Linked DNA regions of Capsicum annuum: region 2 is linked to region 1. Evidence: chromatin contacts called from public Hi-C data. All regions are on one chromosome and are shown on one strand. The core of a region is the stretch at or near the end of the contact, and the rest is flanking DNA. Distances in the headings are between cores, read along the strand shown.

What was found. A called contact is a pair of places that touch in the nucleus more often than the background predicts.
Region 2: a Hi-C map of placenta shows a contact between it and region 1, with 4 times the contacts expected there. The contact joins the promoter of LOC107878737 here to the enhancer-like site in region 1. A contact is called at or near these places in 2 of 5 Hi-C or Micro-C datasets (bud and placenta).

The regions. Positions count from the first base shown.
Region 1 is chr1:125,139,039-125,145,020 of UCD10Xv1.1, reverse strand. No RefSeq gene overlaps it. Among protein-coding and RNA genes, the nearest start is that of LOC107878670, 5.8 kb to the right of the region's middle. Within about 2 kb of position 2,685, at least 5 of the 5 cell types and tissues checked have an H3K27ac peak or open chromatin away from gene starts, as enhancers often do. A contact at or near this core is called in bud, where this site is marked.
Region 2 is chr1:125,422,756-125,428,737 of UCD10Xv1.1, reverse strand. LOC107878737 reads right to left here and starts at 3,359. Exons shown (of 4, transcript XM_016725845.2): 1 at 2,662-3,359; 2 at 2,359-2,537; 3 at 2,009-2,240; 4 at 1,433-1,849. The coding sequence starts at 2,770. The coding sequence ends at 1,734. LOC107878704 (putative pentatricopeptide repeat-containing protein At3g16890, mitochondrial) reads right to left here. Exons shown (of 3, transcript XM_047407309.1): 2 at 5,100-5,377; 3 at 3,565-4,542.

The DNA of each region.
Region 1 (5,982 bases), core at 1,436-3,935:
GATAAGGGTTCAATTAACACTCTAAGAAGGTTTTTAAGGCACTTAGGAGCGTCCGTTTAAAACGATTTACCAAAAAGAACTAACTTGACTAACTAAACGTGGCTAATTTTTACGAAGACTTGATTTTATAAAAAATATTACCTTTAACTATTTTTTGAAGACTTAAAATGACATTTGTCAACCAAGTGAAAATTAGTCCAATTTAACTTGAGAAAATTTCCTATAAAGAAGGTTGAGCTAAACCCGTTTTTTTCATAAATTATTCTTTCAAATAAAAGGGAGAAATAAAGTGATTTTTACATATCATTTTTGATTAAAAAAATATTTGTCTTTAAAGAAAAATATCAATTTAAACAAATTATGAGCCTTGACTAATTAGTGAAAATATTTTTATTTTTTGCAAAGGAAATTGATTTTAGGTCGATGAGAATTCTTTTTAACTTAAATGAACTACTTTGACACGTTGATAAAATAAAATGTCATTTGATTATTTTTTTTAGAAAAAATTATTTTAAGAAAAAACATAAAGAAAGATATATTTTTATTAATTTCGAATATTACGCTATAAAATAACAAAGGAAAAATACAGAGATAAACAAAAATAATGATTCGAAGGGGATTTATAAAAGTTAACCAAATTAATAATTTAAGGCAAACATATTATCAAATAGGATTTACAAGGAGATGAATAAGAAGAATTAAAAGATGGGCCTTTTCCAAATCTAGAAAACTTTTGGGCTCATTCTTTATGGACTTTTGGTCCATTTCTGCAGTTGTATACCAGCTGTATACTGACTGTATATCAGCCTCGTTTTACTGCATTTTTTCTGTATATACGCTGTATAACAGCATGGAAAACCTTTTATTCTTGCTAGCTTTACCATAAGTCATCTCTTGACTTATATCAGCCACTTTTAACCTGTAAACCTCATATATCAGGCTTATACAAATGTATACCAGCCTCGTTCCTTCAAAAATGAAGGCATTTGGAACTTGTAGAAGATGTAGGCCTAGTCCATCGAGAAATGTAGGAAATGGAGTCCGCTGAGACTCAAGTCGGTGTCACGTGCATCAAGAAAATATAAAGATTGGAATTTATTCAAATAGTACTAATATAACTAGTTAAGAAAGCAACACTTAAAAAATTGTTATTAATATATGTCCACTATTAACTCTAGAATTAATTTGTATGGAGTAAAAGAGTTTAGAAATTTCAAGACAATATCGAATTTTAAACGGCAATTGCAACGTGCACGTAGAAGATGGATCAAATGCAGCACAATGAATTATTTGCAAGAGAATGAATTAATCGTGCCAACTTTAGAGAGACATTATTCTATTTCAAATAACAAAACCAATGACAAGGCAAATCTAAGGAAGTAAAATTTATTTGGTACATCCGTAAACACTAATAACCAATATGGAAAGCAATGGAAAAAGGAAAATCGACTTCCGAGCCACTGTTTTCCAAGCAATACAGAGAAACAAAAAGGCAAATTTTCTCTTTGACAAAATATACTTATTAACAAAATCAAGAAATCCACACAGAAGTTTAACTTGTTGAGTGAATTTTCATTCCCGCAACAAACAAGAAAAAGAATAAATAATTTCAAAATCTGACATACCACCAAACAACACAAATAACGAAACATAATAAGATGCAGCCTAGGAACTACAGGAACACAGCCACCAAATCGACAAAAAATATAAGAAAATCCTAAGTTCCTACAGCAAACAGTCTCAGCCATTATGATAACGAGAGAAGTCTATAAAGAAGACGGTGAAGAACAATCAACTAAACAGTCTCAGCCATTATGATAACGAGAGAAGTCTATAAAGAAGACGGTGAAGAACAATCAACTAAAAGAAAAAAGGAAGATGTGTTAACCTTTTTCCCGGGCAGCGAATGGGATTACGAGTTTTTCAAGGATGAAACCTTCACCACGGCCAAAACTAGATTCCAAAATCAATAGTGTTCAACTGAATTCGTTGGAAATTGATTTTTCGAGTTTTCTTTCCGGATTTTTGGTTGCGTGAGGTTAGAGACACGCGTCTCCAGAACACCCTTTTTTTTCCTAAAATTCCTCCTCTTTTCCCGTATCCTTCAACCACTATTTATAAGATAAATTGGGGGAGAAAATGGGTTTCGAATTTTGAAAAAAGGATGGATTTCAAATCTAAAATTTCAACCAATTCTTAAAAAAGTTTCACATCCATAGTGAGACAAAGGCCATATTTTGTACTCAAAAATCAGTGGAGAGAAGGAGGAAAGAGTCGTTACTTTGCTTGGTCAAAGGAGGTGAATTGATTTTTTCCCCAAATTGATGAACCACCAACTGAAAAGATGAGAGCATTCTGCATTTTATCCATAAAAGACTATCTGACAAGGCAAAATAGTAAATGAGACGTCTGGAATTTTGTCGTTATTGATGTGGTGCTACCGTCGTTGTTGGCTGCTTGTGGTTACAGCATTGAAATTGTACGCTGTTGTTGAGGTTGTCGCTGTTACGTCGTTTGTGTATTGAGTTAGTGACGAAATCGGGTCTGGGGGTCGGGTTTTGCACGTTGTTGCTCGTTGTCATCGTTATTTGTTAACAACTGTTGACTGTTGTTGATAACGTCGTCGGTGAGTACCGGGTTTTGGCTGAAGAGAAATAAAAGGGGGAGATCGGGTCGGGTCGACGATGGTGTTGGGCTGGACGGGTCATGGGCGGCTGATTGTTGAAGTTGGGTCTGTTGGGCTTGTTTAGGAAGGGCTGGGATGGTGTAATTGGGTAGGTTAGAATTAGGCTATTATTAAATTGGGCAAAATGCAAAAATAGCATACTTATACCCTTAATTATGAGTTTCATAGCAACAGTTTTATAATTACATAATATAACAAGTTGTATTTTGTATTTTTGCAAACTGTTGCTACAAAAATACAAATACATATGATTTTCACTGCCTTTACGATCGATATATATTTTGTATTTTTGCAAACTGTTGCTACAAAAATACAAATACATACAAATACATATGCTACAAAATGTAATTTGATAAAAGTGTTGTTATTTTTTGTAATTTAATACTTAAATATGCTACTTTATGTATTTTTTACTATTAAATATCCTAATTATTAGGATTTTAGTCAATTATGTTTAAATCATAACCTAATTGAAAATTGATTGGCCAATTGCACCGTAATTGTGGCCAAGTTGATTTCAATTAAGGTCAAATTTAATTAATTGGCTAAATCTTATAAAAAATTAAAACAAATTAATAACTAATCTAATCTCAAGCTTCTTCGTTCAATAAAATCAAAACATGTATCAAATAAATTATTTCTCAGATCAAATTATGTTTTAACCAAAATTTTACCCATTTGAATTAATTTAGAGATAACCTTTTATTAAAAATCTATTTTTAGTACAATAGTTATTTAAGTAACAAAATAATACATTCTTGTATACGAGAATACGAAAATATATATAATTCGTTTCTTAAATGGCAAATTTTACGCAAATAAGTATTTTAGAAAAAAATTATCTAATAAAATAAATATTTCAATTTTATTTATAATCGAAAAAACTCAGAATTAAATTTAGTTGTGGAAGGTAAACTTAGGTGTCAACAAACTTAAAAATGCAACTTGAGGCTAAAAACCTAAGTTGGGGGTGGTGAAGATTGAAAGAGGTAACTTTGGACCACGAAGTTGTAAGTGAGTGCCTAAGAGCTTAAGTATTGAGAACAAATGAATAAGAAAAAAGATAGGATTCAACAAAGGAAAGAAAAGCACGAAATGTGCAAGAAAAAGAAATGAAAAGAAAATGGGTGAGCCAAGGAAATAAAATAGGCACATGTGTAAAGGGTAAAAACAAAAGAAGTGACTCTTGGTCAAAAGTTGGATGGAATAGTGTGATGTAGATGTTCAAGAACGGTATAGTCATGTTGATCCTAAATAATATCCTACCCTACCCCAAACCTATGTTACAAGATCAAAAAGCCCTTTGAGATCTTCGATCAAGTGTATTCATTGTAGTGGCGATTGAAAATATGGACAAGCCTATGGCGTGGTACTTGTTAGCATCGAGAGTCCTCGAGAGAGAGAGAGTTTTACACTTAAATATTTCATTGCATATTTGATAAATTGGTGTGTGAATCTTCCTTCTTGTGAGGAGGCATGTAAACAAGTTGAGGTGGGTGATTTTGTCATCTTCCAAAAAATAAGTCAAAAGGAGTATAATAAAGTTGAGGTTAAAGGTAAGTCACTTATAGAGTATTAGTGATTGTTGCATGGTTGCTCTTTGAAGTCTTTTGCACTCTTGAACATTTCATTTCATGTTAAGAGAGGTTGTGAGATTAACTTTGTCCATGTTTGAAGAGCTACTTGTGGTAATAACTAAGCTTCAAGTCATTGTGATCATTGGATCATCTAATTTGGGAATAAATGCACATTATCTCATGGAAAGAGGTAGTGTTGCTTGAGGACAAGCAAAACTCTAAATTGGGGTTTTTGATGAGTGACGAATTTACCATTCATTTGCACTCAACATTTGTCCACGCTACTATGAATTGAATGTATAAATGAGACATATTTGTCATTAAATGTACTATTTTTCACATTTTACAGGCATACAGGTTATGAGATGGAAAGATGTAAATCTGAACTAAAAGGGATCAAAAAGGAGAAAAGAAGTGCAGCTAGAAGACCTGAAGTAGAAACCAGCCTCAGTTACCGTAATTGCGGCCAGTCAATCTAGGTCAAAGCGATGCGATCGCGAAGTTTTGACCACGGTCGTGGTAGCCGCAGTCTCGGACAAGTGTCAACGATCGTGACAACGCAGAATTGTACCCGAGGACAGTTTTGTAATTTCACAACAACCGTCCTCAATTTCCTTAGGAGGCTCAAACCCTTTCTCATGGAGAAAAATCCCCAATTTTGAAAATCTCTTCCACCATCTAGTTTTCAATTTGGAGAAAACATTATTGTACTAATTTTGAGGTGAATAATACATTAGAGTAATTTCTAAGTGGAGGATTAGCATTTTCCTTTGAAGATTTATTGAAACTTAAAGTTTGGATTTGCATCTTTTTTATTTTTTATGAATCTATTTGATGGAGATTTGGGTATATCTTTATTTATTATCCTTGTGAGTTGTTAGCTCTCCCTCTTGGGGTTATGTTTAAATAGGGTGCAAATATGTGTGGGTTGTGATTGCTAGCTTAAATTCTTGGTGAAAGTTTTTGGGTTTCACAAATGTTTGCTTATAAAATGGAATTTATTGGTGAAAGCCTCAATTTTTCTAAACACCATATCATCCTTGAAAGAGAGATGTGAGTAACATGAGCATTTATGAACAATAAGATAGATAATAGTTACTCCATTTTTATTGTCTTAGAAATAAGGATAAAATGTGGAATTGCTATATCTTTGGCATCTTCTTAGAAATAGGGATGCCCAATTGAGGTTTGGTAACGATTGGTTGACCACACCCACGAGGTACTCGAAAGAATCCACGGGTGATAGTTTGATACTTTGTTGAAAGGCTAGTATCAAAATCCCTAGCCGAGCCTATCCACACATACTTTAGCTAAGATTTGGAGTTGATTTTCATGTACCCACACACTAGTTACCCCTAGTAAACCATAGCTTCAAGATTCGTTCCTAATTGATTACGCTCTAATTATTCTCAACCTTAAGTTAGCCAGTTAAAAGTCTAATTTGTTGTCTTTTCGAATTATCTTAACATTCCCAAACTACTTGTACCCTAGGTTTGAATTTAGCAAATAACTTTTATTTTGAACTTACTCAATAACCACTCACATTGTTCTTCGTGGATTCAACCCCGAATCAAAGCTGGGTAATATACTGACAACGATCACCTTGCACTTAAATTGACATGTGAGTTGAGCGTTATCAATGGAACAGAGTTGTGAATCTTAACTTGGTTAGAAATCATGAAAAACAAAATAGATATTCATGAAAATTGAGAAAAGTGA
Region 2 (5,982 bases), core at 2,110-4,609, 280 kb before region 1:
GGTTAGACACTTAGAAATTAGTTATCCCTTTGTTATTTGACTTTGAATTGAAGTCTAATTAGAAATTTAGCTATAAATATACTTGTTTGAGTTATTAATAAAATAATTTTCTTTGACAATACATTGCAGTATTTTTCCTCTTCAAGTCTTTCTCTGTTATTTCTTTAATTTCAAAGCCAAAAACCTACAATTTTGATAGTTCATAAGTTGTTTGAACTTGTGTTTAAAGTTCTTGTTGATTAATACAATTTTGTACTCGAAAAAATACAGTGTATGTGAGCAGTGTCTATGTCTTGTATAACTAGCACACGTAATTAATTTTGGCCGGCAAGCAAAAATGGAAAAAAAAAAAAAACTATTCCAACCCCATCTCTTTGCGTCTGAAAATAACGACCACATGCCTCTTCTTTTGAAGGAAGAAATACGCACCCTTAGGATATGTTTGGTATGATGAAAAATATTTTTCATGAAAAATGTTTTCGTAAAAAATAAGTTGATTTTCTACTTATTTTCTCATGTTTGGTTGGTGAGTGGAAAATATTTTTCGAAAAATATTTTATGGTGTTAGGTTGGGGAGTAGAAAATATTTTCTAGTGTTTGATTGGTGAGTGAAAAAATATTTTTTAGAAAATACTACTAACTAACTGTTAACTAGTATATCAGTGTCTCTAGCAAATCAACAATTTGTAAGAATTAATTTAAGTATAGCAAATAATATTAATATCAAATACTAAAGTATTACAATCACTAAATTTAAGAAACTATTAATAAGCAAATATAGGAGAGACTTTTCAACATTTTGTCAGGACAATCTAAAGATACTACAAGCAATAGAAATATAACGGAACGACAAGCTTATTCAACTTTGTGAAACAAGTTACATCGATAACAAAATGAAATATGCAATTAGCAAAAGTAACATAGGTAAGTCTTTCTCTATACATATGAAAATAACAATACATTCAACGAATATTGATAAGAAAAAAAATTCGGGCTTCACTATTTTTTATTTCAAGCAGTGAAAAATTAAAACAAAGCACAGTGAAAAATATTTTCGAGTAATGTAAATTTTTGAGAAATGTAAACTTTTTGAGTCATGTGAATATGAGTGTTGTTGGGATGGGGAAGAGGGATGGGGGTGGGGCATAAGTCACATTTGTCATTTTCCCTCAAATAAAGAAAAATGAGTTATCTTGAAAAATATTTTTCCAATATTTTACTACAACCAAACAAGGAAAAATAGGAAAATATCTTTCAGAAACATTTTTCATCATACCAAACACACTTCAGTATTAATTTTCCTGCAGGGAATTTTGCCTTTTGGTATGTAGAGCAGGTGAAGCATATCCAGAAAACATTTTACATCAATACCAAACACACTTCAGTGTTAATTTTCCTGCAGGGAATTTTTCCTTTTGGTATGTAGAGCAGGTGAAGCATAGACATTAGTCTTGTCTTATAATTCAGAAATGACTTTTATACTTATCTAGAACATCCCACATGGAAAAAGAATTTCCAAGAAATAAATCTATACTCCTCACAACATTCTTTTCCAGATCAAACATATATTAATGAACAGATAAGACTTTTATTTACTAGTACATCAGCAGCAGCTCAGCAATCAGCATTATCACTTGTTGAATTAAACAGCACCAGATACTATTATACTATAAGTGCTCCACGTAAATCAGAAGTTCATTTTCCATCGATACCTTCACTTGCGAACATTTGCTTTAAAGGAAGAAAATAAGGGTCAAAGTCGTCAGAACAAATCCATGCAGCATGGACTTTGAAGCACGAAAAGCAATGTTATCATAAGCTAGGAAGTGCTCAGCAACATTAAAATAACCTGTTGACATATTTCAGAATAAGTTTAACTTCCATCAGCATATATAAATTAAACGTTTGTTTCTTTAGAAATACTCTCCTTGGAAACAAATCATATCCAATATGTTTTTCAGCAGAACCTACGGGACAGTTTTGTGTAGTAAAGTGGAGAAAGTTTAACCTCTTTTAGGGCCATCGCTACATCCCTCCTTGATAGTCTCTTCGACCGCTCTAATGGTGGCCTTATTGTAAAACCTGAAATGCGATAGTATGTTTTCAAGACAATTTAACACATGGTGAGTCTCCTCCAAGCATGGTCCTGTGCAGTATTGATCAGTATATTCAGGTGGTACATGGAGCTCCCCTGTCTCGGTCAATCTATAAGACTCCTCACAACGCCGGTATATCTGCATCTTCATTTGAAATAAGTTACTCATCCTTATTGCATTTCAGAAAATCATGTAGGTGAAAAATAGGCAAAGATTAGGTGAGGACATCCATGTATATCATGTATGGGTAAGAAGGAGTTACATGCTTATCGGTGAAACATTGCAAAGCTTTGGAGAAAAGATAGTCAGGTTGAGCATCAACTGTGCCACCACCATATTCATGAGGTGAATATTCTCCGTTTGTGCCTCCATAGTTGGGCAAATATTCATTTTCAAGAACTCCTGCAGCGGCGGTTTGAGTTTCATAATCATCTGCTTTACCTATCAACAACAATTTACGTTCACATAATCAAACTGTACGCTATAAACTGTCCTACACGCCATATGACTTGGAAAAATCAGCAATATAATGGAGCAAGAAGAAAAAGTAGAAACCATATGTCACCTTGTGTGGAAGGGAAAAATAAGAAACAGATCACGGCTAAAGCTTGAAGAGAATGTTTCATGTTAATGGAAAGTTCCATCACAAAAATTGAGTAGATGATGGCAGACATACTATAGAAGAAAGAACAAGTTAAGTTGATTTTATAAAAACAAGAGTATGCCTCAAAACCAGGAGTAGTGCTTCTTGCTGTATTGCACACGTAATAGACTCCAGCAAGTGAATAATTTCTCCAAGGTTAAGAACAACAAAAAATTGGGCAATGTTCTACCTGCAGAATGGTTGCAGATATATATATATTTGAAGCTTTTAAGTTATGGGATGGCATGGTAAAGAAACTTATAACTGAAGAATCTGCAAGAATCAAGTAAAACAAAGATAAATTCCATGGGGAAAAGTAAAAACAATAGGTGATCTGCTCGATGGAAAGTTGAAATATTGGATGTTTTAAAAAGGTGACTAATTAAATTGAAGTGCACTGGCCAACAAACCAGACTTTACTTGCTTGAGGTTTTTTGCATGGAAAATCAAACCTAAAAAGATCCATTCTTGCCCCACAAGTTACCCTTTCTACTTTTTTATTCAACATTCCGCATCCGAAGCTCACCTGCCCAACAAATCATATTCACTTCGATAGGCTAACCTTCCTACAGAAAGTTTCTCCATTCCTATAGCTTGAATCTGAGATGTTTAATTGAATGATGTGAAAGGAATCTCAACTGTCACACGCTCCTCAAAGGTAAAACCTTGACGGAGGGTTACATGGAGGAATACAATAACTTATAATCTTAGGTGAGAAGAAGCAACAGAACACCCAACTTCAAGAAATAAACAAGATGTCGTAGCTTTGGTGGGTAAGGACACGGGTCAGTATGAAGACCTAAAATCATTCTTTAGATAAGCATATCAAGAATTCGTGTTGATGTGTTCGCATTAATGAAATATTATATGTCAGAGAACAAACAGACTAATTGCTAATACAGATTAATTCACAATTCAACAAACTTCCAAGAGGAACTTGCAACGGCTCCTCATACACGCACTAACAGAAATACATTGATACAGGGGATTGTGTCTTGATGATTGCTTAGCCAGGACTTTTGGAGAAATAATGAAATATGGTCAAGGACCAATCCCAGCTTCCATTTTGGAAATGTTACAAGGGACAGCATCACTTCTTCGAAATCTTTCTTTTACTAATCTGCTCGGCTAAGTACCGAGTAGCGATGAACTTGTCATTGTACATGTCCCCTTTAAATCCCAAAAGAATAACCATCCTAGCCTCAAAAGGCCAACTTAGAACATTACATCGATACTTTTTTTAAAAGAAAAAAAATTATACATGCTGAGCTAAAAGTTCTCAAATGACATAGGCGCTCAAATATCTCCATATCCTACATGATGAGAGGCTTAAACCACACGTAGGAACATATACTGCTTGTTAGCTTATGCCCTGCCCTCTTCACATGGGTAAAGGAAATTAGTAGAGAAAAAACTTCACAGAAGCTGCCAGAAGCTGCATGAACACACACTGAAATCAGTCACGACTCACGAGTACTGTGAACTCCACCTAGACAAGAATAAAGATAAACTAGAAGAAAAAGTCTCTTCACCATGTAGGAAGTCAGAGAAAAACCTTTATACAAACTAATACCCAGGTTTAATGTATGAGATCTAAACAAGGAGCTCCATCTTCATACTCACAGTGAATTATCTACAACGGGTAGAAAACTCCATTTCGGATTTGTCATTGTTACACGCCAGGAACTTCCTTCTTTTCCCTTTAGTCAGGTCCTTGGAAGGAAAATCAGATTTCTTAAGATCAAGAGAGGTGTTTAATATAAGCATCACCATATGTTTTCCCAATCTCAGCTCATTCCCTTCCTGTGGAAACACAAGTAAAGACGGAAATAACTGTAAGTTAAAAGTATTCATCCTCATTTTAAGGAAAAATTTAGTTGAAATGTCAAATATTACCACAATCTCAATCCACGTAGATTTAGAACATCAATATTTCACAGAGGAGTTAATAATTTGAAACTTTTGCCATCCAATACAAGCAAATTAAAAGAAAACCAGCTAAAACAATATAAATCCAAACAGATATAAATATCAAGCTTTCTTCAGAGGAGATGAAGATAAATTTGTTGTTTCTCCAGGCAGATCAATCACAGACTGCTGCTCCTTGGAAACGCACAGTCAATCCTCATATAAAAAGATACAACTACTACACCAGAGCCACAGACACACAATTGCACAAGTGAATTTTAACCCCAAACACTTCTCTGACAGGAGTCCCAGAAGACAAGAATAATATTAATACACACTTGTACTATGAGTACCTGAAGTATTATTTTTGAAACTGGTAACATTTGTATTTAAGTCAGTACTTCCTAAGTACTGAAAAACCATATTTACAAATAAAAAAAGGAAGTACGTACCTAAAGTAGAGCTCAGTGGCGGAGAATTCTATCAACTTTCAACAGCTAAAAGATTGGAATTCCTTTGAAGCTAAAGACTCAAGAGGTATAGCAGACGTCTATTAAAAGTAAAAGGTGTTCATATGTAGCCATGAGACTTGGAGTGCCTGTGTAACATATCTTATGTAGGTACCTAACATTGTGATAGCTAGGCAACACCACCTCAATCTTATGGTATAAAGTTGTTCAGCAAGAGTTATCCAAACGTGAACTACAGCAGGGAATCACACTTCAAATATCTGCATCACGTATCTATCAGTTCTGCAAGTTCATTAACACGACAAAATCTCCAAGTACACGAATGGTTGATATGCACAATATTGTCCTACAGGAACAGCCAACATCCTTATGCACTTCTACCAATTCTTCAAACTCCTACCTCTTATATTCAAAAATATGGTATTGATACAAGACAAAGAAAATACTTATATACAATTATTGTTTTTTATAATGGTAGTGTTAGGAGCAGCGCGGATGCATCTAGACTAATTCACTTGTTACGTGCTACTTTCCACCAATACAGGTAATTAGGTAACTCTGGCCACTAAGACTTGGAAAAATAGGAAGACATCACCTAGCTTTTCTGTATAAGCTGGAATTTGAGCCATGATCTCCAATGGTCCATTCCAGCTTCATTAATTGCTAGGTAACACCCTTGGCTACTATACAAACATTATATAACATGCAGACCGTAATTTATAACTCAAATCGAAGCAAATTATTTATGCAAACTGGAGTATCCTTGTTATACCAAAAATACAATTAAATGCGAAAGGAACTTAAATCAAATACTGTTACTTTTTTCTTGTTATTCAAAAAAAAAAAAATTAAGACGGTACGCTAT